Regions from separate parts of the Ovis aries genome. Here region 1 is linked to region 2. The links are chromatin contacts, called in public Hi-C maps. All regions are on one chromosome and are shown on one strand. Each heading gives the region's core, a stretch centred on a gene start, on an enhancer-like site or on the middle of the called end of the contact. The rest is flanking DNA. Distances are from core to core; before and after follow the strand shown.

Region 1 (6,856 bases), core at 123-2,622, 72 kb after region 2:
GTGGCGGTGGGGGGGATACTCGGCCCAGCCTCCCACCTCCACCCTCTGGGACCTCTTGCAGACCCCATGGTCAGCCTCTCAGTCACCAGGACTCAGCGGCCAGCCCCTCAGTCACCAGGACTCAGCGGCCAGCCCCTCAGTCACCAGCACGGATGGGCGGCTGCCACTTTAGGGGGTCGCCAGCCTGTGGAAAACACCTTCTCTTCTCAGCTCACAAGGCAAACAGGAGGTGAAGATAAACTTGGATGAAAACTTGGATGAAAGCTGACGATCTGATATGGGCCAGTCACTGGGGCCGGCTGAGCAAAACTTGGAGTCGGTGATTGTGTGTAAGGGTGTGTTGGGGGTGTGTTGGGGGTGGGGGGTACACACCCCTCGGACAAGTTGCGTCACGCGACCGACAACCGGCCTTCGGTGCCCACAGTTTCTGCCGAGCTTCTTCAGACCTTCTATAAGTGCCAAGCGCTGAAGGGCCTCGCCCTGGGTCTGTCCACCCCGCCTCGGGCGACGTGAGGTCGCCCAAGACACTCTGCAATCGAGTTCCAACGCCTGAACTAACTTCCGAGTCTTGAACTCTGGCTTGAAGTTACCTCCCAGTGAGGACCATCCTGCGGAGCGAGCGGCTGCGACCCCCGGTTCTGCCCCGGCAGCTGCCCCGGGGCCACTCTCGAAACCCCTCGGCTCAGCACGCGCCCCGCGCAGGCGGGGCCGCTCTTCCCTGGGGCCCTCTCCCACCGCCGGCCCGGCCCGCTTCTGAGCAGCGGTTCCCTCTCCGTCCGGGGGTGGGGGCCCTGGGCGCCGGCGCGGGCCCGCCGCGTCGTCTGTCCCCTGCCGCGCCCGGGCAGTGGCGCGGCTGGAATGCGCGGGGGACGCGGGGCGGGCGGCTCCGGCCTCGGGCCCGGCCCGGGGAGGACGTGCGGGCGGCGGGAACCAGCGAGACAGTCCCGGCGCCGGGTCCCCGGAGCGGTGCGCCCCTCCGCGCGTAAGTTCAGCTTCCGCTCCCGCAGGTCGGGTGGGGCGCGTAGCCCCCTGACCCGAGGGTTTCCCAAGATGGAGAAACGAGCCGAGAGCAGTCGCCACCCGGGGCCCGGCCCAGGCTCTTCCGGGCCGGGCCGGCGGCTAGGGCCGGGGAGGGGGGTGGCGGGCGGGCGGGGCGCGGAGGCGGGGCCGGCGCTCGGGTTTCCGCTCCGCCCCGCGGCCTGGGGACCCGCGGCCCCAGCGGCGCGGGCTCCGGAGGCGGCGCGGGGCGCGGCGGCCAGGCCACCCCTCCGCCCGGAGGCGGGGACGGCGGAGGCGCCCTCGGCCTCGACGTCGGGACCGCGCCGCCCGCGATGGGAAGCGCCTTATAAGCCTGTGGCCGCGCCACCCCCGAGAGCGCGCGGCCCCCGGCCCCGGGCGGGCCCCTACCGAGCCGGCCTCCGGACAGGTTACGGGAGGACCTCGGCCCGTCCCCGGCCTCGGGCGAACCCGGACCCCGGAGAAACCCCGGATCGCTCCAACTCTGGACAGACCTCAGACGGACCCCGACCCGGGATAGATCCCGGCTGCAGACGGCTCCCGGCCGCGGGCGGACCCCGGACAGATCCCGGATCTCTCCGACTCTGGACAGACCTCGGACGGACCCCGGCCCCGGATAGACTCCAGCCGCAGGAGGACCCCGGACAGACCTTGGCCCGGAATAGATCCCGGCTGCAGACGGCTCCCGGCCCCGGACGGACCCCGCGCGGACCCCGGCCGCGGGTGGACCCCGGCCCGGGCGGGCGTGCCCCTGCCGGCCGGGGATGCGCGGCCCGCGGCATGGCCTCGGCGGTGTTTGAGGGCACGTCGCTCGTGAACATGTTCGTGCGCGGCTGCTGGGTGAACGGCATCCGCCGGCTTGTCGTCAGCCGGCGCGGCGACGAGGAGGAGTTCTTCGAGATCCGCACCGAGTGGTCGGACCGCAGCGTGCTCTATCTGCACCGCAGCCTGGCCGACCTGGGCCGCCTGTGGCAGCGCCTCCGCGACGCCTTCCCGGAGGACCGGCCGGAGCTGGCGCGCGCGCCGCTGCGCCAAGGTGGGCGCGGGCCCGGCCTGGGGGGCTGGGGGACTGGGGGTGTCGGGGGGCTCGGGGACCGAGGGCCTCGAGGTCTGGGAGGCAGGAGTGGGCTCGTGTAAAGTGCGAGGGCGGGCTTGCAGGGGCGCTTGTTAAGCCGGGATGGCCGCCCTACGGCCCCGGCACGGAACAGGGATCCTCAGACCTCCGCCCGCCCCCGAACGGTGAAGAGCACTGGCGGGCGGGCGGCAGTCTGCGTGCGGGCCGAGGCAGGCGGGACGGGCGAGCCACCGGCCAGCCCCTGCGACCGCGGCCGGAGGGGCTGCGAGAGCCTTGGGGAGAGTTAAGGAAAGCGTCCCGCGGGGGGCGCGCCCTGTCTGGCGGCACCCCCTACCCCGCGGGGCCGCTTCCCCTGTCCCCGGTGGCCGGGTGGCCGACAGCTCGAGTGCGAGGTGCCACGCGGCCTCTGTCTCTCCCCGGGAGGGGCCGCTGGGGTGGGTCCGCCTTGGGTTTGATGAACCGGGCCGCCTCCTCCAGGCCTTGTGACTTTTCCTGGCTCGCGGGGACTGGGTGGCTTCCCGTTTCCTCTCCGCGGCCTCCAGGGCCAGCCCGTGGGCCGCGGAGAGGAGGCTGGAGGAGAAGGAGCCCAGGCTGAAGTTGAGGCTGGAAGGCTGGGCCCCCTCACCACCCCACAAGCGGGACTACCTGCCCCGCTGAGCAGGCGGGCACCGTCCTGTAAACGCAGCCCAGGGGCACCTTCGGGGGCGTCTCCCTGAGGTCTTGGGATACTCTCCACCCCCACTGGTGACAGCCCTGCCCTGAGTGTGAATTATCTGGGTAATTAGCTCATTCTCATGACACATCTTCTGGCAGACGCGTCACTTGGCAAGTCTCCCAACACTGGCAAGTTTGCCGGCCCTGCCCCTGGAGTCTCAGGCTGATGGCTGCTCTGGAGGGAGTTCAGTGACATCCCAAGCATGGCAGCAGTTTGCCTTGACTCGCTGTTTGGGGGTGTGTGTGTATTTTCACTGTATGAAATGGATGCCCAAATCAGGAAAGCTTAGATGAAGGACCAGCGGTTTATTCAATGCCTTTCATCTTCTCTGGAACGGGGAGGGCCGTAAGTAAACAGGTGCCCCCGAGAGCTAGCCCAGAGTCTGCCTTCCCCTCCTCCCCTCATGCCCTCCCAGGCCTCCAGGTCTCAGTGTCAGTGGACCCCGCTCGGCGGCGCTCCGGGCTGGCTCCTCCCCTTTCCCTGCGCGGGACTCCGCGCCCACTTTCCCCGCGAGGGTTGGCGCTGGTGCTCCCTGTCTGGCAGCAGCAAGCCCTCCAGGGACGTGCCTTCTGTCGTCACCCTCAGTGGCTTCTGATGAGGGTCACAGGCGGGAGGAGGGCACAGCTTCAGTTGTTTTGGGACCTGGGAAACGGAGCAGAAGGCAGGTGAGTGTGAGGCGGGTGACTCGCCATACACACACCCCTGCTGTGCGCACACACGCCCACAGTGTGCAGAACGTGGGTGACTGTGAGGCACGTGGCCCGCTGTGCACACCCACACCCCCATGCGTACATGCACCCCCGTCGTGCACACATATACACACCCATCATGCACACACACACCTACCTTGCGCACATACGTCCCCATCACGCACACCCACACCCGCCGTGCACACGCACGCCCCCATTGTGCACACACCTGCCGTGCACACACACTCCCGTCAAGTACACACACACCTGCCCCTATAGTGCACACCCACACCTGCCTTGCACATGCACACTCCCATCATGCACACACACCTGCCTTGCACACACAGGCCCCCATCGTGCACAGGCAGGCTCCCATTGTGCACACCCACACCTGCCATGCACACCCACACCGGCTGTGCGCCCGCACGCTCCCAGCTCTGTCTGTGTGTGCAGGCTGCACTGGGTCAGTCCTGAGTTTCTGAAGTGTCAGCACAGAGAGTGCCTCTGCAGAGTGGGCACCCACAGGGAGGCAGGAAGAGGGCGGTCACCAGGGAGAAACCAAGACGCAGAAGGGATCTCATAGCTGCGTTTAAGCGTCTGAAGGGTGAAATCAGAAAGATGGGGGTATTACATGCCATGGGGTGCGGGGCAGTTAGATGAGGACCAGGGTTGGGTGTGCACGCTCTCTAACGGCCCGTGATGGGCTGTGGGAACCATCTTCCCGGCTAGAGTCTTGACAGTCGAGGCAAGTGGGGAGACCTCCGTCTGACTGGCGGGCCTCCTGCGAGGCCAGCTCAGCGCCTCGGAGGCCGAGGAAGGGCAACATCAACCGTCTGTCTGGGTCCCGGTTCTCTGCTTGGAGGCACGCCACTGCCCCCAGCACCATCCGAGTGGGCCACACCCTCGGGAAGGCCTTGTTCTTCCTTCAATCCTCATAGGTCCAGGGAAGTTGTTTGCTGAGTGAAACACATCGCCATAAGGTCAAAGGAGAGTTCACTTTATTTCCGGGCAGATTTATTGTTTGCATAAAAAGATGGACTGGATGTCCAAACCATACACGCAAAAGGCATCCTGAAGTGTGTGTTGTGTTGAGATGGCAAGTTTTCTCAGTATAAGTCCCCATCAGAGGCCCTCAGTTTAAACCTATTGCGTATTTCTGGGCTGGGTTAGATTGGCCCTTATGTCTTTTTCAGAAGTTCTGTGAGCCAGTCTGGCTCTCAGAGCTCGTCCTGGCCGCTGGTGGCTGTTGTCAGCGGAGGACTGGGCACCTCCAGGGCACGGGGCAGCCCTGGCCCCGACCTGCCTCTGAGACCCGGCGTGCACTCGGGATGCGGAGGCGGCTGCCGTGGTCCCTGGGGAGCTGCGGTGGGAGCGTGTTCTGTGCTGCGCGTGTACTGTCCCTGCATTCTGCACGTGTGGGTGCTGCCTTGACCGTCTGTCCGTGCAACGTGTGTGTTTCCAGTGAGGTACTGAACCCCTGTGTGCAGTGGCAGCTCAGGGCTCGCCAGCTCGCCTCCCTGGCCTTCCGTCTGGGCGAGGCGGCGCTCGGGACTTGTCCTGCTTCCTCTGTCCTTTTCCTTGGCATCTTGACCTTACGCGCCTCTGCGTCCGGATCTGATGCCCACGTCCTTGCTTCCTTGTCCCCCTGCCAGGGGAGGGAGGCGGCTGCTTCCTGTGCATATTATCTCTGGGTGACCGAGGCGTCCTTCTGCGCTTTCCCACCCTCTGACACAGGTGGGCCACGTCTCCAGCTGAAATCTCCTCTGTGTAATATACTGGCTCAGGGCTTCCTAACCAGATGTGGCAAGGTCACTTGCCTGTTACATTGCTCATGTCTGGAAAGGTTTATGCTTTAAAAGACAACCATGCAGAATTCCCCAACGACTCCTCGGAGTTTTTGGACTATTTTGATCTTTTTTTTTTTTTTTTAATAGCACCCATTTCAGGCCCTATACAGTCAGCTCCGCAGCCAGAGATTCTATTTCCAAAGTGGTCAGGTGATCTTCGGTTCCTGATCGCTGTAATACCAAACACTTTGGCTTTGCATCCACTCTGCAAGTATCTCCCAGTCCGCCTCCCCTGTGCCAGGCAGCTTCTAGGTGCTGAGGACGCAGCAGAAAACAAAACAGACAAACCCTAGCCCTCGTGATTCTGTGTCTGGGTTTGAAGAATCTGGTAATGATCAAGATAAGTTAAAAATATGGTAGATGGTTGTACATGTTCAGAAGAAAGGAATTCAAGGAGGGAAGGAGAGGAGCTGTAACTTGTTGGGGCAAGGGAAGGGTTCACTTCCAGATGGGCCGGTGGGGGTAGGGGCAGAAAGGGACGTGAGTGCCTGGGATGGGGCTGCCAGCACACGTGCAAAGGCCCTGAGGCGGGCATGCACCCCAGTTCCTGAGCAGTGAGAGGGCAGGTGTGTCGGGGGGGAGTGGGCAGACTGCGCTCGGTGCAAGGCTCTTGCTGGAGATGGAGAGCTGGGAGCAGGGACTGCATGGATGGGCAGTCTGGCTGCCGTGCTGGAAAGGCTGGAGGAGGACCAGGGGAGGTGCCAGGGATGATATCTGTGTGGCATTTAGTCGCTCAGTCGTGTCCTGGTCTTTGCAACCCCGTGGACTGTAGCCCACCAGGCTCCTCTGTCCATGGGGATTCTCTAGGCAGGAATAGTGGAATAAGTTGCCATTCCCTTCTCCAGGGGATCTTCCTGACCCAGGGATCAAGCCCCGGACTCCTGCATTGCAGGCAGATTCTTTCTTTACCCTTTGAGCCACGAGGGGAAGCCCAGGGAAGTGGTCAAACACAGCTGATCTTGGAGGGAGAGCCTGGGGTTTACTGAGAGGCCAGACGTGCCTGTCGGGAGCATCAGGGGAGGCAGAATGCCGACGGGAGGAGCTGACAGAGGGCCTGGCTTTGAACGCGGTGTTTCCAGCGTTTCTCCAAGTGAGGCCCCTCCTTGAGAGCCTGCGTGTGTGCTGGGGTGACATCCGTACACCCTTGCCCCCAGGGACCTGGATCTGCTGGCGTCCTCACAGACCATCTGTCAGACATGGGGTGGAGGGAAGGTGTCCAGCACCTGCCAGCTGGGCCCGGATGCGGGCCTACTGGCCAGGACACCCCTGCCCACTGACAGCTCCAGGGACAGCGCTCACTCCCAGGCCCTGCTCTCAGGCGGACAGGGCAGGAGCTCTGTGCTTTCCCCACACGAGGGGGGAGATCGCTGTCTGATTTTGGGGCCAACTGCAGGACCCCGATTTTACTTTTTTGGTGACAGTGGCTGAAAACAGCAGCGGCTGCAGGGCTCCGGGCCACGGAGCAGTGGTGTGAAGGCCACGTTCTCCCACCCAACGGACGCTGCACTGGGGC
Region 2 (6,452 bases), core at 3,374-5,873:
CTAAGGAAGCCCTTTTAAAAGAGAGGGATACAGTAATTTTATGTGTACAATTACAAAGTCAAATGCTAGCAGATTTAATTTCAGTGGGGAGGGTATAGGTGTTATATTGTTTTGGAAACATTGGAAAGGCTTCATAATTTTAACAATGAAAAACTGCAAAGAAATAAATGAACATGTTCCTAGAAATATATTACAACGCTCAGGCTGTTTTTGTCAGCATGGGAGAAGATTGTGTGTCTCCTCTTGGCTTTCCAAGTGTTGTGACCGTAGTATTTTTTATAATGCAACAAAATTATAGGTGATTTTTTCGATTTCTTTAAAAAGTAACTTTATGGAAAAGAAAAATGAGTAGCAGACTAATGTATCAATCTCTTTGTATCGACCTCTTAGCAAACAGTGCTCATTTGTCAAGTGTGATTAATTAAATCCACTGGGCGGTATTAGCGCGTACAGGCCTTGTGTCATACAAAGGGCGCCGTGTTGCTAATTTTGACACCAATATTTCCGTAGGACTGAACTGATAGAATCTTTCTGAATGTGTTATTTATGGCACCAAATGAAAAAGATCTTGTTCACCAGCCAGACTCTAGGCTGAAAAGGGACAGACAGAACTGTATGCAGGCCCTTGTTACCCAATTTAAAATCAGCATCTCCATAGTAACCAAAATTAATTCAGCACAAATTTTGCTGAATTGGGACCTGGGCCTAGAGGAGGGGGACGCATCTGATGGTCAGCTGCACAGAGGCGCCCAGTCCTCTTGCTGCGGGGTCACTGCACACTCTGAAATGGAAAAAAGCTCCTCACAGCCCCAGTTCACGAACACTGGGGAATCCAGCGTCCTCCCCTTATTTGCAGGGAGGTGGGGACATTTCCGGGTTCCTCCCAGCCAGCACCAGCTTCTTGTTCTGGAATCCTGTCTCTAGACTGTTCCTCCAGAACTTGCAGCTCCCCCCTACTGGGGGCTCCTTCCCCCTCCAAGTCTGAGGAGTCGGGGTGCACGAGGGGGTGATGGAGGGGCTGTGCTGTGTTCCTGCCCCACGAGACTTCCTGCAAATGAGCACATCCCCCTGCAAAACCCCGCTGTCCAGCCCCTTCTGCTCACCACTGTTTCTCACTCCTCTGTTTACATTTCTGTTTTGTTTTGTTTTGCCGGTCGAGGGTCTCCTATCCTTTCAGTCTTGGGCTGCCTTGAGGGAATTTATTAAGCAGAACAATTTTGTTCTGATAGTTTTACTCCCTTCTGTCTTGGCTTTGCCCCAAGAGCTGTTATTTTTGCTGCAAAATAGTACCTCAAAGGGTTTTGTTAAAAAAGGATTCTCCACACGAGGTGCGATTCTGCCTGCGGAGTTAAATGGCCACTTTCCTCTGCCCACAGTCCTGCCGCGGGGCTCATCCCCTCCTAACGCAATTCTGGAATCGGAGTGTATCCAGAACCAAACTGACCCAAGGGTCAACTAAATGGGGAAAGCAGTAAGTTTTGCAGGGATGGGTGTGACATGGGGGAGAAGCTAAGGCATTAGATGACCTGCAAGGTACTATCTGAATTATTGAAATGATGGGGTCAGAGGCAGAATTTATTTGTTTCAGCTGCACTGGGCCTTTGCTGCTGCACGCAGGCTTCGCTCTGGTTGCGGTGAGCGGGGCTACACTTCATTGCGGTGCGTGGTCTTCTCACTTCTCACTCCTGCTGTGGCGCACAGGCCCCAGGGTGTGCAGGCTCAGGAGTCTCAGCTCCCGGGCTTTAGAGTGCAGGCTCAGCAGTCGTGGCGCTGAACTGCTCTGCAGTACGTGGGGTCTTCTTTCACCCCGGATGGAGCCCGTGTCCCCCTACAGTGGCAGGTGGATTCTTATCCGCTGGACCACCCTGAAGTCTGCAGAGTGTTCAGTGACATCTCTAAGACCGGCTTTTTGTGTCCTCAGGCCATTCAGCAGGCTGGGAATGGTTCCGTCTGGCCCAGAAGATGCGCTGATCTGAGAGCCATCAGCTGCTTCCCAGGGGAAGCGAGGAGGGGTCTCAGCTCTGCTCCGTTCTGATCGATCACCAAGAACGAGGCAGGCCTGCATCTTCCTGCCTGAAGTGGGAGCAGAAGCACCATCCAGGCAGGAGAGCCCTGGAGTCCTGGTCCAGCCGAGCAGGGAGCTCGTTTCTGACAGTGGAGCCATCCCAAGAGCCACCTGTGCCGTAGCGACCTCCTAGATGGAGAGAAAACTAAATACCAGGACCGGAAGAAGCAGAGTCCTTCCCATGAGGCCGGCGCAGCCTCACTTCTGTCCTGGAAATGAACCAGCTGTGAGTGGACATTGCCCAGTGCAGTGACTAGGTGGAGGTCTGCTGTGTGGAGGAAGGGTCTCCAGACCTGGGGATGGAGAGAGCAAAGCCGACTGAGCTCCAGGCTCCTGGGGCCTCACCCGTGGCTGGGATGGCCCTTGGCCCCCAGGAGAGCCGGGGGCAGTGTCCTGCGCTGCCCTGCTGGCCTCCTGACTCCTGACCTGGACCATCCTCTAGAGAGAGAAATAGTTTGTTTTTGTGTGTTTTTTTAGAAACTTTCACTGGAGTATAGTTGACTTACAATGTCTGTTAGTTTCTGCTATGCAGCCAAGTGACTCGGTCATACATATGAAATGGTCGCTTTTTCAGATTTTTTTCCCTTTAGATGATCTCAGAGTGTTGAATCAAGCTCCGTCTGCTGCAGAGTGGGTCCTTAGTAGCCATAGCTTCTATGCACAGCAGTGTGTATATGCCAACCCTAACCCCCCAGTCTCTGTCTCCCTCCGCGCATCCTGGGAGCCACACATTTCTCTACATCTGTGACTCTCTCTGTGTGAGTAAGGTCACGTGTACCGTTTCCCCGGGGCATTTGTCTTGCTGTGCCGAGGAATGCGTTTTTCTTCAGCTCCTTCCTCTGCTCCCGGATCCAGGACAACCTGCGCTGGCCGTAGCCACCGTAGGTGCAGTTGGTGGAGGACAAGTGATCGCTTCTGGGAATCGAGGCGCTCACGTCGGAAAAGCCCCATGAAAGGACAGCCGCCTGACCCTTGGGAGGGGAACAGACGAGGGTGGGGGAGACGCGTGCAAGCACACGTGTGTTACTGGGTGGAGACCCACAGAGCTGGATGGTGGCTTAAGTACTTTTCATGCCTTACCTCAAGAAAAAACAGTCCTTTAAAAAAGGCTTTGGCGATTCACCAACTGGGGTTTGAGGCCCAGCACTGCTGTTTAGAAATGCGCCCTCGAGAAAGTCCGTCTTTTTAAAACGCTCTGTCTCCTCAGGGGTCAGGTGCAGAGTGTGAGAGACAGCCTCGTGGGGGCGTCCTGGCGCCCGAGAGAGCTTGCTGAGTGGCCGGTCGGGAGCCTCGGGGCGCGGGGCTGGAGCACGGCGGCTCCGGGGGGCGCTGCCCTGCCCGAGACCCTGCGGGGGTGGGGGGGCGCGGCGCCCCCTCTCGGCCGAGGCCGTCTGTGCCGCTTCGCAGAAAGGACGCGGGGCGCGGGGAGTGGGGGCCTCGCCCGGCCCGTGGGCAGCAGGGCTGATGCTCCGACTGCTGCCTCGCCCAGATCCGGGCCCGGGGACCCTCACCCAGAACCGGGCCCGGGGACCCTCGCCCAGATCCGGGCCAGGGACTCACCCCTGGGCTGCTGGTCCCTCATGCTAGGACGATCCACGTCCAGACCCGGCCTCCCTTTCTGCTCAGCGCACACGGTCTCAAGGCTAACGTCCAGATCCAGCCTTGCTTTGCGGTATTTCCAGTTTGCCCAGACTAAATTGTCCCAATGAATTCTGTAAAAAGGAAGGCATTGAGTCTCATCTCAAGGTGTAATCGAGAAGTGCAGTACGTTAGCTTATAGATTTCGATTCCAGAGGAACCAAAAGAAACCTTCGCCAAGCTCAGAGGTAACTCAAATGTTCCTTGGTCTTTTTTTTTTTTTTTAAACATATTACAATCCAAAACTTAAATAGTAGGAATACATTTTTTGCACAAATATACATTATATTTTTGCACATTATTTACTCTCATGACTATGAAATCACAGAGGATGAGATGGTTGGATGGCATCACCGACTTGATGGATGTGAGTTTGAGTAAGCTGTGGAAGTTGGTGACGGACAGGGAAGCCTGGTGTGCTGCAGTCCATGGGGTCACAGAGAGTCAGTCATGACCGAGAGACTGAGCTGATGGAAGGACACCTGTCTGTGCATACTCCATATACCGTGTGTGTGTGGAGATGGGTGGATGTGTTAGTTGCTCAGTGTGTCTAACTCTTTGCGGCCCCATGGACTGTAGCCCACCAGGTTCCTCTGTCCATGAGATTCTCCAGGCAAGAATACTGGAGTGGGTAGACATGCCCTCCTCCAGGGGATTTGCCTGACCCAGGGTCAAGTCCGGGTCTCCTGCATTGCAGGCGGATTCTTTACCATCTGAGCCACCAGGGAAGGCCCCCATATACCACAAGCAACGCTTATGGTTCGTGTTTTTACTTTACGTAAATGTTCATTAGTCCTGAAGAAGGAAGAGGAGGAGGGTAAGGGCGAGGGCGGAGGGCTTCAGTGGGGCCGGGAGGCGCATCACCAACCCGTCCCAGAGCCAGGCTCCAGAAGCTGCTTCCGGAAGGTCCTGCGATCTCAGCCAGCCCGGGAGACTCGTAAGCTGCCTTCTGCCTCCGCCGGCCTGGCCGCCTGGAGACCCACGAGGGGTGAAGGGGGCCGAGGGGCCGCATGCGGACGAGCTGCTCTCGCCGAGCCGTCTTCGCCGGTGTGCGGGTGTCTGCCTGGGCCCCCGGGACGGAGTAGCTTGCCTCAGCAAGCTAGCACTTCGTGTTGTTGCTTTGTTTTTCCCTTAAGTTGCCTAGTAAACAACTCTGCTGGAAAATTCCATCCCTGCCTTGGATGAACTAAGAGGAAAAGCAACGTGTCCACACCCAGGCCAGCCCAGTGCAGCCAGGGAGGGCAGAGGCTCAGGGACAAGGCTGCAGCTTCAGCACTAGCTGGAGCTTGGGGACATCTGGACGGCGGCAGTGAGTGGGGTGGACTCTGGGGGCGCTGCCCGTGGCCCCTGACCCTCCCTTCTCCCCTCACTGCCTCCGACCTCTGACCTCCCCCAGACCCTCCCCCCTGCCCTTTCATACTTGCTGCTATTTGTCGGCAAATCCCAACACTCATCACTTGTACGTCTGTTCTCCTGACTCAGAGCCAGAGGCCGGCCTTGCTCATGTGGCATCTCTGGGCCCTACATGGCATTTACACAAAATCAGGGTTTCTTGCGTGAAGCAGAAAGGTGTGAGATGGACGTCGGGGAGGCTATGTCTGAGCGAAGGAACAAGGAATAGGGTGAGGGGATGGCTCCTGTGTAACCTCCCTGGAGAACAAGAAGGCAGACAGCACCTGGGGGATCCCCAGGGAAAATTCATTATTAGATTTTAAATTACCCTTCTTTTGAAAAACGTGAAAGAATGTTGTCAAGTGTACGCTCCATCCGCCGCATTAGCCTCAGTTGATGAGTTTGGCAGGTGGGGGCTGGGAAGGGGGGCAGGTTGGGTACCAGGAGGACCTCCGGGTTCGTCCACCAGGTGGCGCTCACCTCTTGTGCTGGGCCCCCATCCATGAGCATCTTGTCCTCAAATTGCTGAAAAACAGGATAACACTGGAGTTTGATTTGACACCCACCCCTCACCTGCTCTAGAACATTACAGACTCTCACATGTGATCTCATGTTCCCAGGAGCCTGACACTTAGCAGTCCCCCCTACCCTGCCCCCCAGTGACCCTGGCCCCCGGTCAGCTCGAGCGCAGGTGTGTGGACAGGTGCCAGGGTGACTGGTTTGAGGAACTTGCTGTATCTGAACCTGTGGCCTCAGCTAATCAGACCGGTGTCCTCATGCTGCAGAGCTGCCCAGGTGACCTGTCACACCAGCCTAGTTCCTGCAAATATGCCTGGGCTCTTTCTGTACAAAAGCTTCAGTTTCTGAGAGAAAGACCTTTGGTCTCTGAATTCAATGAGAAGAGTTTTTAAAATGCGGACTGAACGACCGTGTATAAACAGCGAGGAAAACCCTTGTTCTGTCTCTTGAACTTGCATGCCATCCTGTTGGGCACAGTCGTTGCACTTAGAGAATCATTCTATCCATCATCAGAGGTAATGAACTTCATCGAGTTTCTCCCCATCAGAGAATTTTCCAGACCTCCACCGAGAGAACGTTGACCAGGCATTCACAGAGCAAAGAGACAAGCTCCCAAGATGCGAACAATTCCCTCCTGAGACTTTTCCAGAATCTTCAGTCGACCCCAGTTTTCACCAGTTTTGAGACAACTCATGGTGACTGTCCTTTCCCCATATCATGTGACGGGGCTGAGCACTGCTGATTTGAGTCCTTCTTGGCTCACAGCCTTGTTCCATAAGGGAAAACAATTTTCAACTTCAAAATGTTTGTAACTGTGCACCCTCGGGCAACCTTCTGA

Evidence for each region. Hi-C and Micro-C count contacts between places; a contact is called where the count stands out from the background.
Region 1: a contact with region 2 is called in a Hi-C map of liver, with 5 times the contacts expected there. The contact joins the promoter of PXDC1 here to the enhancer-like site in region 2. A contact is called at or near these places in 12 of 16 Hi-C or Micro-C datasets (blood, hypothalamus, liver and 6 more).

What each region holds. Positions count from the first base shown.
Region 1 is chr20:49,333,302-49,340,157 of ARS-UI_Ramb_v3.0, forward strand. PXDC1 (PX domain containing 1) reads left to right here and starts at 1,373. Exons shown (of 5, transcript XM_027958671.3): 1 at 1,373-2,053. The coding sequence starts at 1,798.
Region 2 is chr20:49,257,693-49,264,144 of ARS-UI_Ramb_v3.0, forward strand. No RefSeq gene overlaps it. Among named protein-coding and RNA genes, the nearest start is that of PRPF4B, 33 kb to the left of the region's middle. Within about 2 kb of position 4,624, at least 5 of the 54 cell types and tissues checked have an H3K27ac peak or open chromatin away from gene starts, as enhancers often do. A contact at or near this core is called in liver, where this site is marked.